Linked DNA regions of Zea mays: region 1 is linked to region 2. Evidence: chromatin contacts called from public Hi-C data. All regions are on one chromosome and are shown on one strand. Each heading gives the region's core, a stretch centred on a gene start, on an enhancer-like site or on the middle of the called end of the contact. The rest is flanking DNA. Distances are from core to core; before and after follow the strand shown. Region 1 holds the start of LOC100286247. Region 2 has its middle 63 kb from the start of LOC103653911.

Region 1 (3,852 bases), core at 989-3,488, 130 kb before region 2:
TGAGTGAACTGCGCTGCACACGATTTTATCACATTAACTATCGACCAAAATCAATTTATTAAAAGAAAAATACATCCGACTATATAATTAAACAAATAAAATTTACATGGTTCATAAAAATAATTTAGAATTACATAATTAAAAAATAAAGTTATATGATTTATATTAAAAAAAAGGCTAACCTAGTTGTGTTGAACCCCTCATAGATAGATCTATGTAATAGTGTACTTATAAGCAGATTTAATGTAATCTATCGGGTTTCGGGTATCCATTGTCATCCCTGGACAAACCCTTGGAGGAAAACAACCTATGACATTTAGCCTTGTGCAAGTCACTAAAATTGGTTCCTTTGCACCATATATGCAACGCACAATTAAAGTTTTATTCGATCTAATCGTAATAAATAACTGCCATAAGAGATAGGTTGAGGTTTCCTCAATTAAAAAGTTGCAATGAGAGAAAGGAAAGATGACCGTGCGATGAGTTTTGGCTGGATTCCGACATTGGTAGCGGCACGCCGTTGACGGTGTAAATGGGTTGCTGTATATAAAATCTAAAGATAGTTTTCCATTCAGATTATACAAGTTAAATATAGGTTAAAATAAAAAAAACAAGGACTCACTCAACCATCATGAAATCTCCGTTCCCAAGCAACAAGGCAGCCCCCTCGGACGATGGTTTTGCACCGGCGAGGCAACAGCCAACAGGCCCACACCGCCGCAGGCCGCTGCGCCTGCGCCTGCGCCATGCGCAGACAGAGTGCAGCCTCCAACGCATCGTGAGTCGTCACGCAGCCCGAGCCAGCCTCTGACAAGGTCCAGAGCACGCAGTGCTGCTCACAGCTCACCCCTTCGCGTCCCCAGGAGGGACAGCAAGCCGGGGGGCCCCGCGCCCCCGCCCAGGAGCCGGATCGCCCCCACACCAGCGAGGCCGCCCTCCCCAAACACAACAGAAGAAAAATGATTCCCCCCGTGTACTGGTGTCTCAGGCACACGTAAACAGCAGAATCAACGCAGCGAGCTACCGTACCGATGCATGCTAAACCGGGTTGTTTTCTCGACTTCTGCGAGGGAGAGAAGAAAAAAAAGATTACAGCACGCACGACACAGTAATAACCCCTGCGGATTCCGTTTGCCCCTCGTGATTCCGAGGCCCAAGACCAGTAGACCACGGCACCATCGGTCGGCCCGCGGCGGCGCGCTACTCACGTGGCACGCGCGGCGCCGTGGGCGAGGAGGACGCTGGTGGGCGAGGAGAGGCCGAGCACGTGCTGGGGCGCGGCGACCCGGAGGACGGGGCTGCTGCCGCCGGCCGCCGCCGCCGGTGCCGCGGCGGCTTCCACAGGCTTTCTTGAACGGCCGCGGCCGCGGTGGACGTGCCGCTCGCAGTACTTGTGGCCCGGCACCACGTCGCGGGAGCACCGCCACTTCTTGCCGTCCGTGCGCCGGCACCGCCCGGGCTCCGGCTCCATGCTGCTGCGGTAGTCGAAGCACAGGCTGCCCAGGCCCATCACTGCAAGACATTCATTCATTCGTTCATTCATTCCAAACAGCCTCCTCCACGACGCCGGTCGTACCTCGTACGTGCCGAACAGTAGAAAAGCAAAACAAAAACAAACAAAAAAACACAAGGTATTGGAGCTTCTGCCGGTGCTTACGCGAGGGAAAGCGCTGCGGGCCGAAGGAGGACGCGGCGACGCTCTTCCAGATGGGGAGCACCAGGTGCACCGGCACCGGCGCGCCCGCGGCGAAGTAGCGGTAGATGAGCACCTGGTGCTCCAGCTCCTGCTGCTGCATGAACGTCAGCGCCGACGGCCTCTTGGGAGTCACCGTCGCGGGGGACACATCCGCGTCTCGCTCGCCGCCGCCGCCGCGCCCGCCGAGGCCCAGCCCCAGCCCAAGAACCAGCGGCGACGAGGCCGCCATGGTCACCTCTCCTGCGAACAGGACAGAAACGCCAAACACAGAGCGATCAGCTACCAGCTAGTACTTCAACTAACCAACCGGGGCTAGAACGTACTACTGCCTGCCCGCGCGTGCTTACCGGCGCTCGTGTCGGCGCGGGAGAGGCGGGGCAGCTTGGCCGGCGGCTGCGGCGAGTCGGTCTCCTTGTCCTCGGCCATTTCGGAGGGCTCCGGTATTGCGCTTGTCGACGTTGTCGTGGCGGTATGGTATGGAGTGGAAGGGAGAGGCAGCGCGCGGGTAGCAGGCAGCTTCTCGAGAGGAGGGAAGAAGAGGCAGCAGCGGTGTCAGAGGAAGTGTGAGGCGGTGGATATATTTATGCGTTATGACGGCTCCCGTCGTCTGGTCGCTCGGTACTAGTCGGTAAACTTGTGTCTGCGCTCCAAAGGCCACGGGGGACTGTGGTCGTCGTTGCAGTAAAAGCTGTGGGTCGTTGCGGTGGCAACGGCATCCTGTCCTGCCATGGCAGCGGCAGGTGACACGCATGGGCATTCCATATCTTTTGGCCTTTCGGTGGTTTCGGAGCACCGAGTTTTGGCTGCTGCTTTATCGCACAGCAAGCCCTTGGGTAGCATACGAATCCTTGTGCAGAAACCCGGTTTTGCCCATCCGATCGTATGTAGTGAGAGTGTAAAATACTAGTAGTGTTTTAAATTATGGATTACATTATTTATATATAAAGTTTGAAATAATAGTTAAGATAAGATTTGGAAAATAGAATGGGATTGAAATAGGATGTAAAAACCAAAAAGATAAGAGAAGGCGAGGAGTTGACTCAGTTCCTTAAAGGGATAGTTCCTTAGAGCTACTTTGGGTATTTTAGTATTAACCTTAATCCATATGTATTGAGGTGAATTGTACTGTAACTTAAACTAATTTACACCTTAATCTACCTCAATACATGTGGATTGAGATAAATACTAGAGTATCCAAACAAAACCTTAAAGAGGTGGTTAGTAACTTCTAGTCTGCGGCTAGAGAGGTTTCCAACATCGAGAATATCTGAGAGTTGTTTTTCCCTGGATTCATATGCTGGTTTGGTGTCTCTTGAGCCCACTTTTGGGCAGGCAGACGATCCGCGTCCAGACGGTCCATGGTTCGGACGGTCCGCGGTGGTGGCGTGGACGGTCCACGAGTGCGCATAATCAGTTAGGGTTCCGAGTTTCTTGTGGGATTTGTTAGCTAAATATGCGGGATTAACTCGGGAACCGACTTGTAACGTGTTCAGACCTCCCCTTTATATAGATGAAGTGCTACGACCGATTGAACCCCCACAATCGATCAAATCAAATCTACTTATCATTTTTACCTTATGTATTAGGAATAGCTCTAGTTTAGCCTCCCTCTGCCTCAAATCTTCACCTATCTTCGGTTCTATGTCGATTAGAGGCGTCTTGGGTGGCCTGCCGACGCCAAAACACACCCTAGGATCTCTCCTCCCGACGGGGTCCCTCCCAGGAGGCGAGATCTAGGTATGTTGCGAAGAAGAAGACCCTTCGCGTCGTCGCGGACCGTCCAGACGTACGTAGAGGAGGAGTCGCTCCTGCGCTCGTGGACCGTCCGGCCCAGGGTCGCGGACCATCCGCGACTCCACGAATAGTACCACCAGACGGTCCTTTCCAATGTTTGGTGCCCAGATCGGCGCTAATAGTGTCGTATAAATTGATTGAGAGATTGGTTGTCTGTTTGTTTCTGGTTTCCCTCTAGTAGCCTGCAGTGATCCACCGGTGGCATTTTCGGGTGGTTTCTCATGTAATTTCTAGATGCAACCACTGGATCCTTTTTTGCTTTCTTAAAAGCAGAGTAATAACTCATTCAAAAAAGGTAAAATCGGACTTGAGAGATAGAATGTATATGAATCCTGCCATTGCAATCATGCACCAGCGCTGTA
Region 2 (3,593 bases), core at 875-3,374:
CCAAAGCAAAATGGATCAGCCAACCACTTGTGAATTTTGAAAATAGAGGAGTTAGAATTTGGTTTTTGTCAAAATACTCTTATTGCAAAATATGGTCGCTTATGGGGGAGAATTTTGACTATGGGAAAAGGGGGAGTTTTTGGCACTTGATCAATTTTACTCTTGGAATATCTCTTGATTTGCCCAAACAAGGGTGTTTGACTTAGAGATAGGAAAAAGAATTTGATTTGCAAAAACAAACCAAGTGGTGGCAAAGAATGATCCAAATATGCCAAATCCTAAGTAAAGAGAATTTGGTCTTCATTTTGCATTGATGTTGCACTTCTCTTGTTGCTTTTTGATGTGTTGACATAAGTCACCAAAAAGGGGGAAATTGAAAGGGAAATGTGCCCTTGGGCCATTTCTATAATGTTTTGGTGATTAAATGTCCAACACATATTGATTAAGTTCTTATGTGCTAAATGAGTGAGAAGTGCAAATCAAAGAACAAGGTATGTTTCTAGACTTAGTGAATTGTTTTTCAATACTAATATTGTCTATCTAAGTACTAGAAACAGTGCCAAGAAAAGAAGACTTGAATTGGAGAAGAGTTGGCTAAGTACATCCAAAACCAGCTCGGGCCTGGCACACCGGACTGTCCGGTGGTGCACCGAATAGTGTCCGGTGCCCTAGGCTGGTCAACGGTGAACCGGCTGCTCTCGAGAAAAGAGAAAGGCGATGTGGCTATAATTCACCGGATTGTCCGGTGGTGCACTAGACTGTCCGGTGAGTCAACGGTGCCAGCGGCCAACGGTCGTTCGCGCTATCAACGTGCGACACGTGGTCCGTGCCAACGGTCGGATGGGCACACCGGACTGCCCGGTGTGCACCGGACAGTATCTGGTGCGCCAACCGGTCCCGAGGCCCAACGGTCGGCTGCACCCAATATGGAAGGAGATCGCGCACCGGACTGCTACAGTGGTTGTCCGGTGGTGCACCGGACTGTCCGGTGCACCACTCGACAGAAGGCAAGAATTGCCTTCCAAGTTGATCTCCAACGGCTCCTAGCTTTCTTGGGGCTATAAAAGGGACCCCTAGGCGCATGGAGCAACAAACCAAACTTACAAGAAACATCCTATGACACCTAGACTCTGCATTCACGCAATCGGATCATCGTTCTTGAGATTTGAGCACTGTTAAAGTTGTAAACTCCTTGAGCTGTGTTTGTGTGCTCACTTCTTCACTTGTGTGCATGTGTGCGCTGCGGATTTGGGTCTTGCGTGTGTTGCTCTCCCATCCTTACTCTTGTGCTTTCTTTGTGATCATAACCTTGTAAGGGCGAGAGGCTCCAACTTGTGGAGATTCCTCGCAAACGGGAAGAATACTCAAGATAACAGATTGTGGTATTCAAGTCAATCATTGGATCACTTGAAAGGGGTTGAGTGCAACCCTCGTCCATTGGGACGCCACAACGTGGAAGTAGGCAAGTGTTACTTGGCCGAACCACGGGATAAAAATCGTGTGTCTCGTGTGTTGCTTTTCTGTGATTGTTTTGTTCGCACGAGCTCGCTCCATAGCCACTTTGTTACACTAACACTTTAATAATCAAGTTTGTGGCTATTTAGTGTTTGATTTTACAGGATCACCTATTCATCCCCCTCTAGGTGCTCTCACATGAATAATTAATTTTGGAGTTATGGATTTTAAGTTATGAATTTCCAAAGGTTTTATGTATTTGATACAAGATTAACTAAGAAATAAATTTTATTACTATTTTCATGCCAAAACAGAGACACTAGGTGATAAACAATAATATTATAAAATTATAGAAATTGGAATGGATTAATTTGGACTAAGTATGAATTTCTAGCAATTTAACAAGTTTATGCAATTAAATGCGTACTAAAAACTATTTTCTAAATAATTTTTCTGGTTTTATCAATTATCTGGACTGCGCACCAAATTTCAGAAAGTGCAGGGGCTCTCCTATAAAAATCCCTAGACTCACACTACACCAGAGATGAACCGCGGGTTAATTCTCTATTTCCCAGGGTCCCTTTATAAAAACACACGATGAAGGGGTATCGGAGAGCTCTGGCCGTCCGATCCAAGATCTATGGCCCCGATTAGATTCCATCCCGCGCCAGAACGATGTGCGCAGGCAACCGTTCGATTGTCGATCTACGCACTAGATTCATTATGCCCTAATTCAGATGCGGAACCGTCCGATCGAAATCTAAAGGTGTCGATTCACCTAGCTGAAAGGGTATCTCCACATTTAATCGTGACCGGAGATCTACATATGTGCGGCAGAGAGCTAACCAGAGCGCGTTCTATCTTGGCCCTTGCTCACAGATCCGATGATCAGGAAGCTATCTTCCCCAATTCCGACCGGACAGGAGCGGGAGTGGCGGCGCCCAACGCCGAGCGGTAGGCAGCAAGCCGGCGATGTCTCACACGGGTAATCCTGGCTCTAAATCCCTAGCCGATTACTTCTACGCGAAGCTTAGGAAGCAATGAACACGACTGGCCAATTTTTACCTGCGTCAAGTTGATGCAGCACCCGGTCAACGCCACCCAGTGCTTAGGGGAGATGCCTCTGCGCCGGCGAGAAATCTCTGGCCCTTCCGTAGTTCCCTTGGCTCGGATTCGCTATCCCTGGCTTCAGTATACACCGATGAACCCCCCTGGTACACCCCCAAGAGCCCAATGCCCAAGAACTCCGGCACCGGATGGCGGCAACCCGCGGCTTCCAAGCCCTCTCTCTTCTCCCCCGGCTGTGTGGTCGATATGGCGGCGCTTGGTTTCAATCGCGTAAGTCGTAGCAGGGCAGCCAAAAGGAGCACAACCCACAGTTTTATTCCCAGACCTCAATCCCATCTACTCCCATGCGCAGGGGAGGAGGTCGTTCCGCCATTTCCCCACGGTCGCCGCAACCACTAGGAGCACGAAGGTTGACTCGTTCCTGGCCCCAGGTGTCAGCGAGATTAAACCCGTGCCCGTAAGAGCGATGTGAGGCTGACAGTGCGGGTCCCGTACGTCGGCGCGTGACCAAGCAGAGACGCGCGAACGAGAGACTGACGGGCGGGGCCCAGGTGTCGGCGCCAGTCTCTAGGCTGGGCTGCGCGGGAGCGGATTCTAAGGGCTGATTTGGTGCTAAGGGATCCCAAGGGGATCCATGGGGGAGGAATCCCCTTGTTATTCAAAATTGAATTGCAAGAGGATTTCTCCCCCATGGATCCCCTTGGGATCCCTTACCACCAAATCAGCCCTAAAGGACCGAAATGCGCAGAGTGGCCCAGTTAACTGTTTCTTTCCCTTTTATTTTCTTTTCTGTTTTATTTCCTTTTTGTTTTCCCTTTGTTTTCAAATTCCAAATTTAAATCCCTATTCAAAATTCAAACTTCATGATAAATTTGTTTCCCTATCACATGTCCAACTTAAACATTACATGGGTGAACCTATATATTTTTAATATTTATTTTATTAAAGCTTGTGCTTTGTTTTCTCCAAATTTCTAGGATTCCAAATTTAGGTTAAATGCCCATCTCAACTTTAGTATATTCCTTTTATCATTATATTCATGAGTGAATGCACAAACAATAACCACAGCA

The links. A called contact is a pair of places that touch in the nucleus more often than the background predicts.
Region 1: a contact with region 2 is called in a Hi-C map of tassel, with 2.4 times the contacts expected there. The contact joins the promoter of LOC100286247 here to the enhancer-like site in region 2. A contact is called at or near these places in 2 of 25 Hi-C or Micro-C datasets (leaf and tassel).

Annotation. Positions count from the first base shown.
Region 1 is chr4:161,114,683-161,118,534 of Zm-B73-REFERENCE-NAM-5.0, reverse strand. It overlaps LOC100286247, which reads right to left and starts at 2,238. Exons shown (of 3, transcript NM_001347197.1): 1 at 2,044-2,238; 2 at 1,658-1,936; 3 at 1,131-1,512. The coding sequence starts at 2,122. The coding sequence ends at 1,205.
Region 2 is chr4:160,983,317-160,986,909 of Zm-B73-REFERENCE-NAM-5.0, reverse strand. No RefSeq gene overlaps it. Among protein-coding and RNA genes, the nearest start is that of LOC103653911, 63 kb to the right of the region's middle. Within about 2 kb of position 2,124, at least 19 of the 20 cell types and tissues checked have an H3K27ac peak or open chromatin away from gene starts, as enhancers often do. A contact at or near this core is called in leaf and tassel, where this site is marked.